Linked DNA regions of Ovis aries: region 1 is linked to region 2. A link is a contact called in public Hi-C data. All regions are on one chromosome and are shown on one strand. The core of a region is the stretch at or near the end of the contact, and the rest is flanking DNA. Distances in the headings are between cores, read along the strand shown. Region 1 holds the start of ACTN1 (actinin alpha 1). Region 2 overlaps ACTN1 (actinin alpha 1).

Region 1 (2,912 bases), core at 200-2,699, 43 kb before region 2:
TGCTTCCTCAGCCGGGGACGTGCAGAGGGCACAGTGCTGACCGGTGGCACTTGTATAAATGTGCGAGATTGACTAGTGGAGCGGGGAGTGACCCATCACCCATACCTGCTTACGACAGCAGCAGCTGGCTCTCCTGGGAGTCACCGGCACTTTTTTCCACTTTCCCATCTGTTGGCCTTTCAGGTAACCTAATTCATGGCCCTTTCTAACTCCTTCAGTCACCTCTAAACTGACAGTTGTTTTCACAGTAAACCCAGCCATCCTTCAGGGGCATACATGGATTAAGCACTACTCTGTGCAGACGCTACTGGAGGCCTCTGGCTCCTGTTCTTGAGTCCCGGAGGTCTCAGAGGAGCCCAACAGGGTGTGAGCCCACTGGGGAGATCCGCCTCTTACTAGGACAGGCGTAGAGCAGGCAGGCTCCGCGAGCTTAAAGGTGTTTCTTCGGTCTTGCCCTCCTTCCTCGAATAACAATAAGGCTTTGTTTGTCAGGCACAAGGTTACAGGGTTGGCTTGTGGAGCTCTGAGAACCCGATAAGTCCCCCTTTTAAGCTCATCTTTGGGAAATTCAGTTTCTCCGTCGGGTCAGGGGTGTGTGTTGAGGGGGCGTGGAGTGGGTAGATCGCTCAGAGCTATCAGGGTGCTGCCCAGGTGTGTATAAGGATAGCTCGGCCCTGCCAGCCCGCGGGGAACCAGCAGCGGAACCCGGGAAGCTGGGCAACTTAGACCCTGAGCCCAAGGGAGGGCGGCAAAGGAACCCGCGGCGAGGCGGGAAAGCTGTGCGGCTTCGGAGCGCCGAGGGCTGGCCAGAAACCTGGCTCCGGCAGGGCAGGGGTCCGCAGGGTCGCGCCGCGCGGGGCGGGGCCGGGGCGGAATCAGGAAATTCCCAGGAAATTCCTTTCCATCCCGGCACTCCCCGCCCCCCTTCCCCGGGTGCCGACGTCTCCGGACCCTGGGAAACAGAAAATGAAATGCTTTTCGGGTTTCCTTGCGTCGGTCCCCCAGCCTCTGGCAGTTGTGGGCTTTGGAGCGCGTGGGAGCGCAGGACGCCGCAGCGACGGAGTACCGGGCCTTCCTGCGGGCTGGGAGCGTGTCCAATGCCCCGGCGGTTCCTCCTGGGGCTCCCGAGCGGCGGCCGCTCGGTCCCCGAGCTCGGGGAGGCGTCCCCCGGCTTCGGTCCCGTTCAGCTTAAGCTGGTGTCACATGAGCCGCGCGGGGGAGTGGGAACCAGGGGAGTAGGCGGGGGCGTGCGCGCCGGGAGGGGCCGCCCAGTCCACCTATATGCGCCGCGGCCCGGCTGACGGATGCCAGGAATTCCCAATGAGAGGCGAAGGGGGGAAGTTTGGGCAACTCGGCCTGGCCAATGGAGAGCCTCCGGAGGGGCAGAGCCCCTGCCCCTCGCCCCCGCCCGCCTCTGAGCCCGCAGCGCTAGTGTGTCCGCCTCGCTCAGTGTGCGTGGAGATTAGGTCTGAGCGCCGGCGCGAGGTAGGCAGTCCGCGAGCTCCAGCCGCTGCCGCCGCCGCCTCCAGCAGCCCGCCTTCGCCCGCAGCGCCGCGGCGGAACCGGGCGCAGGGGAGCTAGCCCGGCCCCGCCAGCCCAGCCCAGCCCAGCCCTAGCCCCAGCCCAGATCGTCCCGACTCCCTCCCCACACCGGGGCAGCAAGCCGCAGCCGCCGCCGCCCGAAGAGAAGGTGGAGGAAGAAACCAGCCCCTAGCACGCGCGCATCATCCATCATGGACCATTATGATTCCCAGCAAACCAATGACTACATGCAGCCCGAAGAGGACTGGGATCGAGACCTGCTCCTGGACCCAGCGTGGGAGAAGCAGCAGAGAAAGGTTAGCGACCTCCCCGGCCCGTCGCACCCCCTCGCCCGGGGCAGCTCGGCTCGCGGGGCTCTGGGGTTCTGGGCGCGCACGAGCGGGGGCGGGGGATGCGCGGCCGCAGCGAGGTGGGGTGTTGGGTTACAGGCGCGGGGCGGAAGGGGGAGCGCCCCGGCCCCAGAGCCCGCGAACGCCGAGGCTGAGCGCTGGGAGGTGGGGCCGCCCGCGGGCAGGTCGCCTTGGGGCGGGCTACCCAGGCCGCCCGGCTGCAGTCGCTGCGGCCCCGCGAGGGCAAGGCGCGGGGGCGGTGCTCCGGAGGCTGGGGCTGAGCCCCGGGCTCGGTGGCAGTTAGCTCCGGATCGATTTTCCCTTTCCTTCCCCGCCCCTTGACCGCCTTTCCATATGGCGTGCGGTGGCAGCGCGCTTCCTGGGTCGCCTTGGTACCTGAAGGGGACAAGCTGCCTGGGGTCCTCCCAGCCTCAACCCGCCGGCCGAAGGGGCAGCGGGCATGGTGGGATTGGCACCCCCCCTCCGGGTCTGTGTGGAGGTGGACCTGCCGGAGTGGGGTTAGGGCCGAGAGAACCCGGGGTCAAAGCGGGCTCCCCAACGGGCCCTGTGGAGGCGGGGTCAGGGCGGCAAACCGTTTTATTGCTTAACTCCGTGCTTGGTAACTGCGAACCGAGATGAGCTTGCGTCTGCGTCCTGCCTCTCCGATCCCCGCTCATTCCTGGCAGATGGCAAATTTGGGCAACTTGATCTGAGTTGAGGGGCTCGGTAGGGCAAGGCATTGTCTCTGGGGATATTTGGGGTCAGTCCTTGGGGTTCCATGCTTAGCCACCGAGGCGCGTCCCAGGCCGCGTGCCGGGTGCGCGCTCTCCCACGGGCGCTGGGCTCAAAGCTGGCGAGGGGACCCGGGCACAGTGGCCGGTGGCAGGAAGAGGTCGGAAACCACTCTTGTTGGGGGGAGGGAGCCCCAACCGTGCCTTTGCTTCCTGCCTGCGCGGTGAGCTCTTGCCCCAGGCAGCCACGTACCCTGAACACCCTTTTTCCCCCTCCCCCGCTGCCCGCTCCCATCCGGTCCCTTCTTAA
Region 2 (2,895 bases), core at 357-2,856:
GCCTAGAGAGGGCGGGGGTCTGGGGCCTGCCTTTGAGACTGGTTCCTTGCCAGTGGGCCAAATGGGTTTTTAAAAGACTTAATGGGGTCTTGGAATATTTTCATTAAAAAAAAAAAGTTTTATTGATATATATAATTCACATACCATACAATTCACCCATTTAAAATGTACAATGTAATTTTTTTTAGCATATTCAGATATGTGCAACCATTACTGCAGTCTCATTTTCATCACCTCCAAAAGAAAGCCACCCCCCTTAGCTGTCACTGACCCCAGCCCGAAGCTACCACTACTCTAGGTCTGCCTCTTGTAGATACAGAGAGCACTTAGTCTGCGTCAGACACTGGGCTAAGCCTTCTGTGTTAGCTCACACGACCCTCTTTTAGAACAGCTGCACGGAATGAACTTTTTTTTTTTGGTCTTTGTCTTACTAATGTGGAGACTGAGGCTCCGCGAGTGCAGGATCTCAGAGCCCGTAGTGACAGAGCCTGCTGATGGCTGGACCGTTGCTGAGGCTCTTTCTTCCTGGGAGAGGCCAGCTGTGGATGGTGGGGGCTGCTGACACTCGTTGGCCTGGAGCTGGAAGGGAAGCCCTTGTTGCTTCACTGGGATCACACACCACCTGACTGAAAATGGCCCTGAAATCTCTCAGCAGCCCCAGGTTCAGCCAGCACCTGAAGGAAGGCCCTGGGCTGTCTTCAGGGGCCTTGGCAGGAAAGGGGCTGGGAGCTCTCCTCTCTCCAACCAGGACACGGTTATTAGGTCACATCACCTTCTAGGATGAGCCATTTGGCCCCCTGTGCCGTGGCCTCGGCCACCCTCCAGTCTTCTGGTGATGTCTCCCTGAATGGGCTGCAGGTGGACATAAGCCAGAAACACGGGCCCCTGCTCCTCCGCCTCCTGTTCTCCTCACCCTGGCCCGAGACTGGTCTTGGGGTTTCCTCATTAGCAGGAGAGAGATTACAGACCTCTTTCTTCCTAACTTGTAGAGCTCTGTGAATGATTAACTTGGATCAAATAGAAAGGGAATGGGAAGCGAGAGCGGCAGGGAGCAGACACTGAAGGGGCTCCTGTCCTGTCCTCACGCCTGGGTGTTCCGCCTCCATGGCCCTCACCTGTCAACAGCCCTGCACATCGTGATGTTCTGTATCCCCATTTGTCAGACAAAGCAACTGAGGCCACGCCCGGTTCATTAAAGCCACACAGCCACTGAGGGACAAAGGCCGGCTGGTTTAACATTTCTTAAAGCGTCTGCTGTGAACAGAGCACCAGACTGTCTTTAAGTACAGGAGATCTAATGTGGTCCTTTTTCACGCCATGCTAGGCTGTCATAGGTCTTGTTAGCCCCATCTTACAGATGGGCATCTTGAGGCTGGGATTGAGAATTTTGTCCAGAGAGACACAGCTAATGAAAGGTGTAGGTGGAGACCCAGCTCAGTCCAGTTACAGAGCTGAGCTCCGTTGAGAACCTCCAGCCACCTGCCTCTGAATTTCCGGTTCCCCAGCATTCACCTGACTTGGGGGGAAAGCGGGTGGGGAGGTGCTCTCTCAGAGCAGAGGAAACCACCCCACGGTTCAGCACCACTCCCAGGTGGGTGGAGAGCAAACAGAGCTGGGTGGAGATGTTCTTGGGGACTCTGCTTTTCATCTGTGAGTGAAGCAGCTGACAGCTTGCTTTGAAAGGCTGGAGGCCAGCCCTTGATAAGTTAACCAGATACTCCTGTTTACGTTACCAGAACCCTGGGCATTGAGATCACCGCTGGCAGGACTTTGCTCGGACAGCCCACCCAGTGCCCATGCCCTGGCCAGACTGGCCGTGTGTGGGGGTCAGAGGGAGTGAGAACTCCCTGGCTGGTCCCTAGTGACCTCCCCCAGGGCCAGCAGATGCTGCAGAGACCTCCGCCCTGAGTTCTCAAGGTGCCCTGGCCTGGTGCTTGAACGTGGCGGCCAGGAGTGGCAGAGGAGGAGGGCTCTGCCAGGCAGCCCTGGCAAGGCCCCCGCCCAGAGGGGTGCAGCAGGTTGGGAGGCTGCTGAACTGATATCTCAGGTGATGAGCCCTAGAGCCTGGACCAGGGTCCTGGTGCCCACCTCCAGGGAGGAGAAAACCATTCGATGAGAAGTCAGCTTGTATGGGAAGTTCTGCACCACCTTCAAGAGGTTTAGAAGCTTGTTTGGGCTTTTCTGGGCTGCTGGGCCAGGGGTTTTTCCTCTTAATTTCCTGACAGTTTGCTGTCTGACTGTTGAGGTGGACATGTGGGTATGATTGCTGCTTTATCTTCATGTCCTGGTCCCTAATTATGACTTTCCCTATAATATTTTACACTGATAAGGCACATTAGAGTTTTTCACAACCCTTTCTCTATATTTTATTCTTACTAATTCTTGTAAATAGGTGGGACAATTTTTCCTTTATCAATTCTTTTTTTATTTGGAAGTGTGTGTTTTCTCTCTGATCATTCAGGAACACTGACCCCACTCCACTGCCATTCCTAGTCCTCCTAGAGAAACCGGAAGTTCCTTCTGTCCCATCCCAGAGGTCTGATTTACCAGATAAATGTACACACTTCCAGGCAGGCTTTTCGTATATTTGCATAGTTATAAAAAAACAGACAGATGACTGCACATGGTATAAAATTCAGAAGAAACAAAAGAGTATTCTGTGAAAAGCAAACGCCACGCCCTCCCCTGTCAGGAGCCTCCTGCCTCCCTTCCCTGGAGGCAGCTGCTGGGCCAGGCCCTTGTGTGTCCTTCCAGGGATATTCTGGCATGAAGCTTTTAGGGACTACCCAGTGAAATAATAACAGGTGTCTTGTTGTGAGGGGTAGGCCGAAACGCTGATCATGCATTGAGTCACTGAGATGAAACTGCCCCCATGGACTTGACTGTATTGGCCTC

What was found. A called contact is a pair of places that touch in the nucleus more often than the background predicts.
Region 1: a Hi-C map of muscle shows a contact between it and region 2, with 1.6 times the contacts expected there. The contact joins the promoter of ACTN1 here to the enhancer-like site in region 2. A contact is called at or near these places in 4 of 16 Hi-C or Micro-C datasets (blood, hypothalamus and muscle).

The regions. Positions count from the first base shown.
Region 1 is chr7:78,848,658-78,851,569 of ARS-UI_Ramb_v3.0, reverse strand. ACTN1 (actinin alpha 1) reads left to right here and starts at 1,449. Exons shown (of 22, transcript XM_027971947.2): 1 at 1,449-1,838. The coding sequence starts at 1,734.
Region 2 is chr7:78,806,277-78,809,171 of ARS-UI_Ramb_v3.0, reverse strand. All of the region lies in intron 1 of ACTN1 (actinin alpha 1), which reads left to right. Among named protein-coding and RNA genes, the nearest start is that of TRNAG-CCC, 8.6 kb to the right of the region's middle. Within about 2 kb of position 1,606, at least 15 of the 54 cell types and tissues checked have an H3K27ac peak or open chromatin away from gene starts, as enhancers often do.